2 separate regions of the Mus musculus genome follow, and region 1 is linked to region 2. Evidence: chromatin contacts called from public Hi-C data. All regions are on one chromosome and are shown on one strand. Each heading gives the region's core, a stretch centred on a gene start, on an enhancer-like site or on the middle of the called end of the contact. The rest is flanking DNA. Distances are from core to core; before and after follow the strand shown.

The links. Hi-C and Micro-C count contacts between places; a contact is called where the count stands out from the background.
Region 1: a Hi-C map of CD8 T cells shows a contact between it and region 2, with 5 times the contacts expected there. The contact joins the promoter of Ppat here to the promoter of Ociad1 in region 2. A contact is called at or near these places in 2 of 484 Hi-C or Micro-C datasets (CD8 T cells and uterus).

Annotation. Positions count from the first base shown.
Region 1 is chr5:76,950,080-76,953,514 of GRCm38.p6, reverse strand. Ppat (phosphoribosyl pyrophosphate amidotransferase) reads left to right here and starts at 1,937. Exons shown (of 11, transcript NM_172146.2): 1 at 1,937-2,558. The coding sequence starts at 2,431. Paics (phosphoribosylaminoimidazole carboxylase, phosphoribosylaminoribosylaminoimidazole, succinocarboxamide synthetase) reads right to left here and starts at 2,213. Exons shown (of 9, transcript NM_025939.3): 1 at 1,680-2,213. The coding sequence starts at 1,695. LOC115486295 (a long non-coding RNA gene) reads left to right here and starts at 2,565. Exons shown (of 2, transcript XR_003955939.1): 1 at 2,565-3,435.
Region 2 is chr5:73,290,852-73,294,609 of GRCm38.p6, reverse strand. Ociad1 (OCIA domain containing 1) reads right to left here and starts at 1,816. Exons shown (of 9, transcript NM_023429.4): 1 at 1,634-1,816; 2 at 263-325. The coding sequence starts at 320.

The DNA.
Region 1 (3,435 bases), core at 688-3,187, 3.7 Mb before region 2:
GGAGGCAGAGGCAAGTGGATTTCTGAGTTCAAGGCCAGCCTGGTCTATAAAGTGAGTTCCAGGACAGCCAGGGCTATACAGAGAAACCCTGTCTTGAAAACAAACAAACAAAACAAACAAACAACAACAACAACAAAAAACCCTAAATACACTATTCCAACCTACTTGCCTTTGGGTATCTAAGATTACAATTCTAATTAGCACTAAATAAATGTAATTTTTTTCCCTCAACTACGCTAAATTTGATTCTGGTTGACATTGGTGATAAATAACTTGTCTAATATTTCCACTATAGTTCAGTGAGGTAAAAGATGAATATAGCCATCTTCCTAACTTAATGTTTAGAAGAATTAACAAAGTTTAAAAAGCCCCTCATGGTCTAACTCCAGTTTTGAGCTGTAAATTTCCTTTCTGGAACTCTAACTTCCTTAATGTTTGTGTCCTCTTGAAAATCTCTATACTCAGCCTGACCCACTGTTGCCTTCTATCTAGTTCATTACTAACTCATTAGCTATGTAGATTTAACCCAAGAACCATTGGGCTGCTAAATACTAAAGAGCAACAGACACAAGATACTGATTTAATATGGGAGACACGAGTTTTAGTCAATACTTGATCCAAATTCAGTTCACAGCAGTTACACTGGGTGGCTCATGTGTACTCCTGCTTCAAGACAGGCCCTGGCTTCTGTGCATCTGTACTCAAGTGCACACAACCACGGATACAAAACCAACAAAGTAAAATAGAAGCCAGAGAGATTGCTCAGCAATTAAGAACACTCCGATGTTTTACAGTGCACCCAGGTCCAGTTCCCAGAATCTATAGGGTAGTTTACAGCCATTCAAAATTAAACTATAGATATGAACACCTTCTTCGGACCCTTGTCAGCACAGGGCCACATCAGATGTGGGGAAGAGGTTAGATTCTAAGATTTTTACTAGTTTAGAAGTACTGGCGCTGTGGATTGTCTCAGAAAAAGTCTGGCCCTAATTCCCAATTTTATGGAGCTGTACTACCTATAAACTTCAGGGTGGTTTTCATAGGTGGGAAAGAATGTTGGAGTGCCCACAGGATCTGCTTCCTTATTAATCTAGAAACTTGTGTTGTTCCAAGACAGTGTTTTGTTAGTGGATAAAGTAACTTTGCACTCTCCACACCCATATCCTAAGGGTGTTACTAGCCCACGCCCACAATCCCAAATTCCAGGGATTGCAAAGAAGCATCTGATCAAAAAATTTTGGACCTGTTTTCAAACACTTTAAACTACGAAACTTGCAGTAAAGGAGATTATTGGCATATTAACTTTACCAGAATAAACAAAAACCCTGATAGATTTTCTTGGTTGTTTATCTGCTTATTACAAGGTTTCTAGGCACTTGGTTAGTTTCTGGCCATTTCACCTTCAGAGTACTTTCCCACTCTGCTACTTTCCTTCCCGTCCCGGGGCCTTCTTTTGGCTATTTAAATAGGCTCTGGGTGCTTAAGAGTTTAACGCACGTCTTCCAGCGCCTGGACCATGTGTGCAGGCTCCGGGCCCCAGGCGCCGTCTTGGGGAACCCGATCAGGCACTTTGTCGGAAGGCCTGCATCCGACCTCGGGGCCGCACGTGTATGCGTCAAGCCTGCTAGCTCTCTGACGGAGGGCTGGGGGACCCTAGGGTCCGAAAGCAAGTTACTCACCTACGGCTGTCGCCATTATCCGAGGTGAACTAGAGGAGCAGACCGCGCGGGAAAAAAGGGCAGTGTTCTGGAAAACAAGGGCGACCACAGGATCAGAGGGCGGGAAAGGGAGGTGCAATATCAAGGACACGCCCTAGCCCCACAGCCCACCGGCGAACCCGAAGTACCGGGCTGGCTGTGCTTGGGGCTGGAGTCGTGTCCCCAGGCTTCCCGCCGCGCAGGCGCGCTGACGCGACCCCGCTTCCGGGCGGCCCCTCCCCGCAGGCAGCCAAAAAGTGGCGCGCATGCTGCAAGGCCCCCGCTGGCCGGAGAGGTTTCTGGGTTGGAGCGGACCAAGTCCTGACGGCCGGGGGACGGCGTGAGACCAGGGGGCACGAACGGCTCAGGTTTTCTGAGGGACCCACGCGATCAGCTGCGCCACTCTCATCACCTACTCCTTGGGCGCGGGAAAATAACGGAGCCTCCCACGTGCAGAGAAAGTAGCGATCCTGACCTCGGCCTCCTCCCCACCTCTTTGACTCCGTAGCCCCGCCCCTCTCTTTGCCCTAGCTGATTGGCGGAGAGCGGGAGGCAGAACTGGTCACGCCCCTTCTATGAAGCGCGCCGCCGCAGTAGCGAGAACCTAGCCCGCCCGGGAAGGAGGCAGTCAGTAGCGCGAGCCTCTTGAGGCGTTCGATAGCGGAGCGGACAGCTGGTTGGTGCTTGGACCACGCCGCGGCAGCAGGTCCCTCCACGTGCTTTCCGAGGCGCCATGGAGCTGGAGGAGTTGGGGATCCGCGAGGAATGTGGTGTGTTTGGGTGCATCGCTTCTGGAGACTGGCCCACGCAGCTAGATGTGCCGCATGTGATCACTCTGGGACTCGTGGGGCTACAGCACCGGTGAGCAACAGGATGGAGGGGTGGGGGTGGAATGGCAAGTATTTGCACAGTTCCACGAGCCGCTTCCCAGCTCTGTGCTACGGGGAACGCAAGACAATGAGGGTGGATCATGACTGGGAAGGGGGGATCAGGGCTAGGAGGGTGAATCTCGAGAATCAAGTCAAGTACCTACTCAGGATATTGACCAAGTGGGGGTGGGGTACACTTTGCCTGCATAGACTTTAACTTAGGCTGTCGCGTTGCTCCCGAGTGCTCTTTACAGGTTAGCTCCCAAGAATGTGCATCTCTCGTCGCGGGTTAGTTACTCTGGAGTTTGCTTTCACTAGCCAGGTTGGGAAGGGACCGTTCAGATCTCCTTGAAACTAGAACTGTTCTAGAGATAAGCTTCTGTAGGGTGGTGGTGCTGAAGGTCCTGCAACACTTGAAGGTTTTTCTATTTGTTGTTGTTTTGCACGGGGCCTCCTGCTTGCAAGAGCTTTGTTTGCAAGGGCAGAGCTACTGAGCAGATTTGTCAGCCTGAAAGCAGTTAGAGGTTTGGAGATCGTGAGTTTAAAAGTAGTTATAGCTATGAGAAATTGGGAGATGCCTTTGGGGCAAACAAAGAAAAAAAGACCTTTGCCTCCATAATTTGTTTCTTGACTTCACTGACAGTATTATGGAAATAATACAAACTAGGGTTTTGTCTCTCTTCAAAAACTATTCTATCACGGAGTTTTACAATACAGTAGCAACAATGTCTAGACCAGAGCTGGGCAGTAACCCTTTTTATCAATGTGGGTGCTACATGCATCACTAATGATTATTCTTACCAGACTTAGCCTAGAAGTTGTCCTTTTGCAGAGTCTTATTTGACATTCTACATACTCCGCATACATTT
Region 2 (3,758 bases), core at 567-3,066:
TCAGGCAAATAAAATGTCCTTACCCAGAAAGTGTTACAAATTATAAATACTTAATATGGAAGTTACCAGGAGGGGCTGGAGAGATGGCTCAGCAGTTAAGAGCACTGACTGCTCTTCCAAAGGTTCTGAGTTCAAATCCCAGAAACCACATGGTGGCTCACAACCACCCATAATGAGATCTGATGCCCTCTTCTGGTGTGTCTGAAGACAGCTACAGTATACTTACATATAATAAATAAATAAATATTTTTTAAAAAGTTACCGGGAATAGGTCTTGACACTTGTGCATTCGGTTCTCGAAAATCAGCCCTCCCATTCATAGTTCCTGTATCAGAAACATTTATATCCAAATATTACAAAGTATCAGAATAAACCCCCCTAACCAGTCTACCTGTAAATCAACAAATATTTACTGAACATTAAACATTTTTACAGTTAGTTGTATTTTACGTGCATGGTGCTTTGCTTGTATACACTAACATGCCTGGTGCCTGAGATCAGATGACACCTGATCCCCAGGAACTGGGAGTTCCAGATGGTTGTGATACTGTGATAGGACATGTGGGTACTGGAAACTCTGCAAGGGCCAGTGCTCTTACCTGCTGAGTTATCTCTTCAGGCCCCGACTTTTACATTTCAACTACCTGACATAAAAAAATAACTGAATGAAAAAGGGTCATAAACATATCTGAACTAATTATTCACATTCGACCCTTTGATTGAAAAACGGGTACATCAAAACAATGGAAAAAAATTCCCTTCTAAGGCTAGGTTATGTTATTTCACATTATTCTGTACCTTGACTCAAAAACAAAACAAAAACTACAACCATATCCAAATGATTAGGGAAAAACCTCAAGTCACTTCTAGGTTTCCAATTAAAACGAAACTGCATTGTATCCCCTAACTCAGCAGTCAAAAAATAATGACGTCACATTTTCTGCAGGTAGCTACGCTAATGGCAAACTTCCCTGTACCAGCCCAAGTAATCTTCAAACATCTTAAATAAATTTTAAAATCCAAGAGCAAATATATTCTTTCGCCTTCCTTTAAACTTAGACCTCAGCATTTCAGACAAAATAAGGAGTACGTCTTCGCTGAAACAAACGCATCGCAGTATGACTTACTGGATGCCAACAGCAAAGCACCTTTCTGTAATTCGTTTAGTCACTAAAATCATCACCTATTGCATACCTATATCCCTTCAAAGAAAAAGGTTTCAGAAAAGGTAAACTGAACTCTTGGACAGATGAAGCATTCAGAGGAAGCTTCTCAAACTGCAAAACCCTACCAAAAAAGAAAAAAAAAAAAAAAGAAAGAAAGAAAATCTCGTCCCCAGGGAGGCTGGAGGGCAGTGCGACCTGTCTGATCACTACAGCTCAAAGCTGTAATCATAAAGAACAAGGCTCAAGCGAGGCAGTAGCCGCGGACGCCAGCACTCCTGTCCCTGACCTGCCACCCCACCTCGGCCATCGCGGCTTTCCCCACCCCTCCATGCAGGTCTCCCGGTGCCCGAGTCACCGGCGCTGCAGCAGAGCCCAGGCCCGCAGTGCGACCGGACACCTCCGGGCAGGAAAATGGCGGCTGCGGGCGAGGGTGGGAGACTGGCGGAAAGCCGCGCCACCACACCCACCTCACGATGGAGGCGGCAACGCTGGGAGCAGGACCCGGGGTAGAGGCCGGGAGAGGACCCCAGAGACAGGCACAGCGGACAACGCGGGAAGCGGGGAGGGGAAAGAGGGCAGCTTCCAAGCGATCGCCAAGATGTCACCCACACACGAGCGCCAGCAGGCCGACACCCGGAAGCAGTACCCTTGACGGGAAATGACGTCAGGACAGCGCTGGGAAACAGCGGCGGGCCAGTTTCTCAATACTCACGGATGTCGATCACGCCCCGTCCAACTAGTCCCGCCCCTTTCACCGCCCCCCACCCCGCCCCAGGCCGCGGCGCTCCAGAGCTGCACTGCGGCTGCGCGAGTTAAGGCCTGCAGCTCAGCTCTGCCTCTAGGTTCGATGCTCTTGTGACATACCCCAGAGACTGTTCAGTGACAAGCCAGTAGGGACATTTTGGAACCCCTCCATCCTCAAGTCCCCTCCTTATCCCATGACTTTCCTTGGACTTCCCTAATTTTAAGATTTACAGAAATTTTCTTATGCTTTAAGCCTCTAGGCTAGGTAGTGAATTTTAAGCGTGAACTCTTAAGTTAACTGTCAGAACCTCCAGTCTAGTGTCCGATTGATTCTAACACTAGAGTCAGGATACACTCCAACTCGGAGACTCAGAATTTACTCATCTGAATAACAGAAATAATGTGTGTTTCACAGTTTTGGGTTAAAACAAGTCTGAAAAGGAGTTTAGGCTCTGGGGCTGTATTACCAGGAGACTATATTTTAATGCTAGGAGACCAACTTTTCGTCAGAGCTCAGGCTGCCACTCCTAACCACCAACTATTCATTTCTTACACTGATCCTAGGCATGTTTACTGAGTGCGTATACTGAACCAAGTCCTGAAAGTATATCGTTGATACCTCTGATAGCTCCAGCCCACGAAGTTATGAACTCCTATAATTGTCAGACTTCCCACCATTCCTCATTTCATATGTTTTTCACTGGTTCTATGGCATCCACGAACTTGTCTGTATGCTTATTTAAGAGAGAAAGTCATGTAAAACATGAATCCGGAGTCATGGCTAGACCTCTATGGCTCCTGAACCCCACACTAAGGACGAACTCAAACATAACTTGGGTGAGCTCCAAAGCCTTCCTGGAAGCTGATGCCCATCCAATGGAGAAAGGCGATAGGATTTGTTAACCATCTTAGACCCTTGCTATGGCACCAGGAACGTGGGGATCACCAGAAATCACGGAACTTTAAGCTCAGCTGTGAAAGCCTTGGGTTCCATCCTTGTGATCAGAGCAGCTGTGGTGTACCCACTGGAGACCCTCAAAAGATTGCTTCCACGAACATGCCCTCCTGAAGAGTCAAGAGCTCAGAGGCACATCCTTTTCTCAAAGGTACAAAATTGAGCATATATGCTTGGGAGAAAGATGTATTAAGAGGCATAGCTGGCAAGCTGCCCATGATTTGGAAAGTAACTTTAATTAAGCTCATTAGTTCACCAAGCATGACTTGATGGAATTATTCCTTCCATTTGCCATTGTTCTTTGAGAGGAATAGAGACATCCCTGGAAGAGTCTTTAACAAGCACTCTTTCAAATATCTTCATTGAGCAAATAGCCAAGGCGGTATCAGCCCAGCTTTACCTGTTAGATATTACTTTTGTTTTTCAGAAGTCACTTTATTTGTTTTTAAGTATTTATTTATTTTTATTTCTGTGTGTGGCTGCATGAGTCTATGTGTACCATGTATACCCCCACAGGTACAGGAACTGGAGTTACGGGCAGATGTAAGCTACCTGATGAGGGTGTAGGAAATTGAACCCAGATAATCTGAAGGACAGTAAGTGTCCTTAGTTTCCAAGGTATAGCACCAGCCCTGTTAGCCTGTTAGACATTACTGTGAAACCATTATTAAAGGAATATGTCAGAGTATTCCTTAATTCATAAAAATTCAAGCAATCTAATGAATTTCTTCTTGACTTCAGTGACATCAAAGTTTCCCTTTTTAGCTGCACTCTTTTTTTAATTTTAATTTGTATTAGTGTGTGTGTGTTACAGCACTCTGTGGAGGTCAAAGGAGATTTTTCCAGGGTTGGTTCTCTCTTTCCACCTTGGGATCAGGGGATCAAACTCAGGC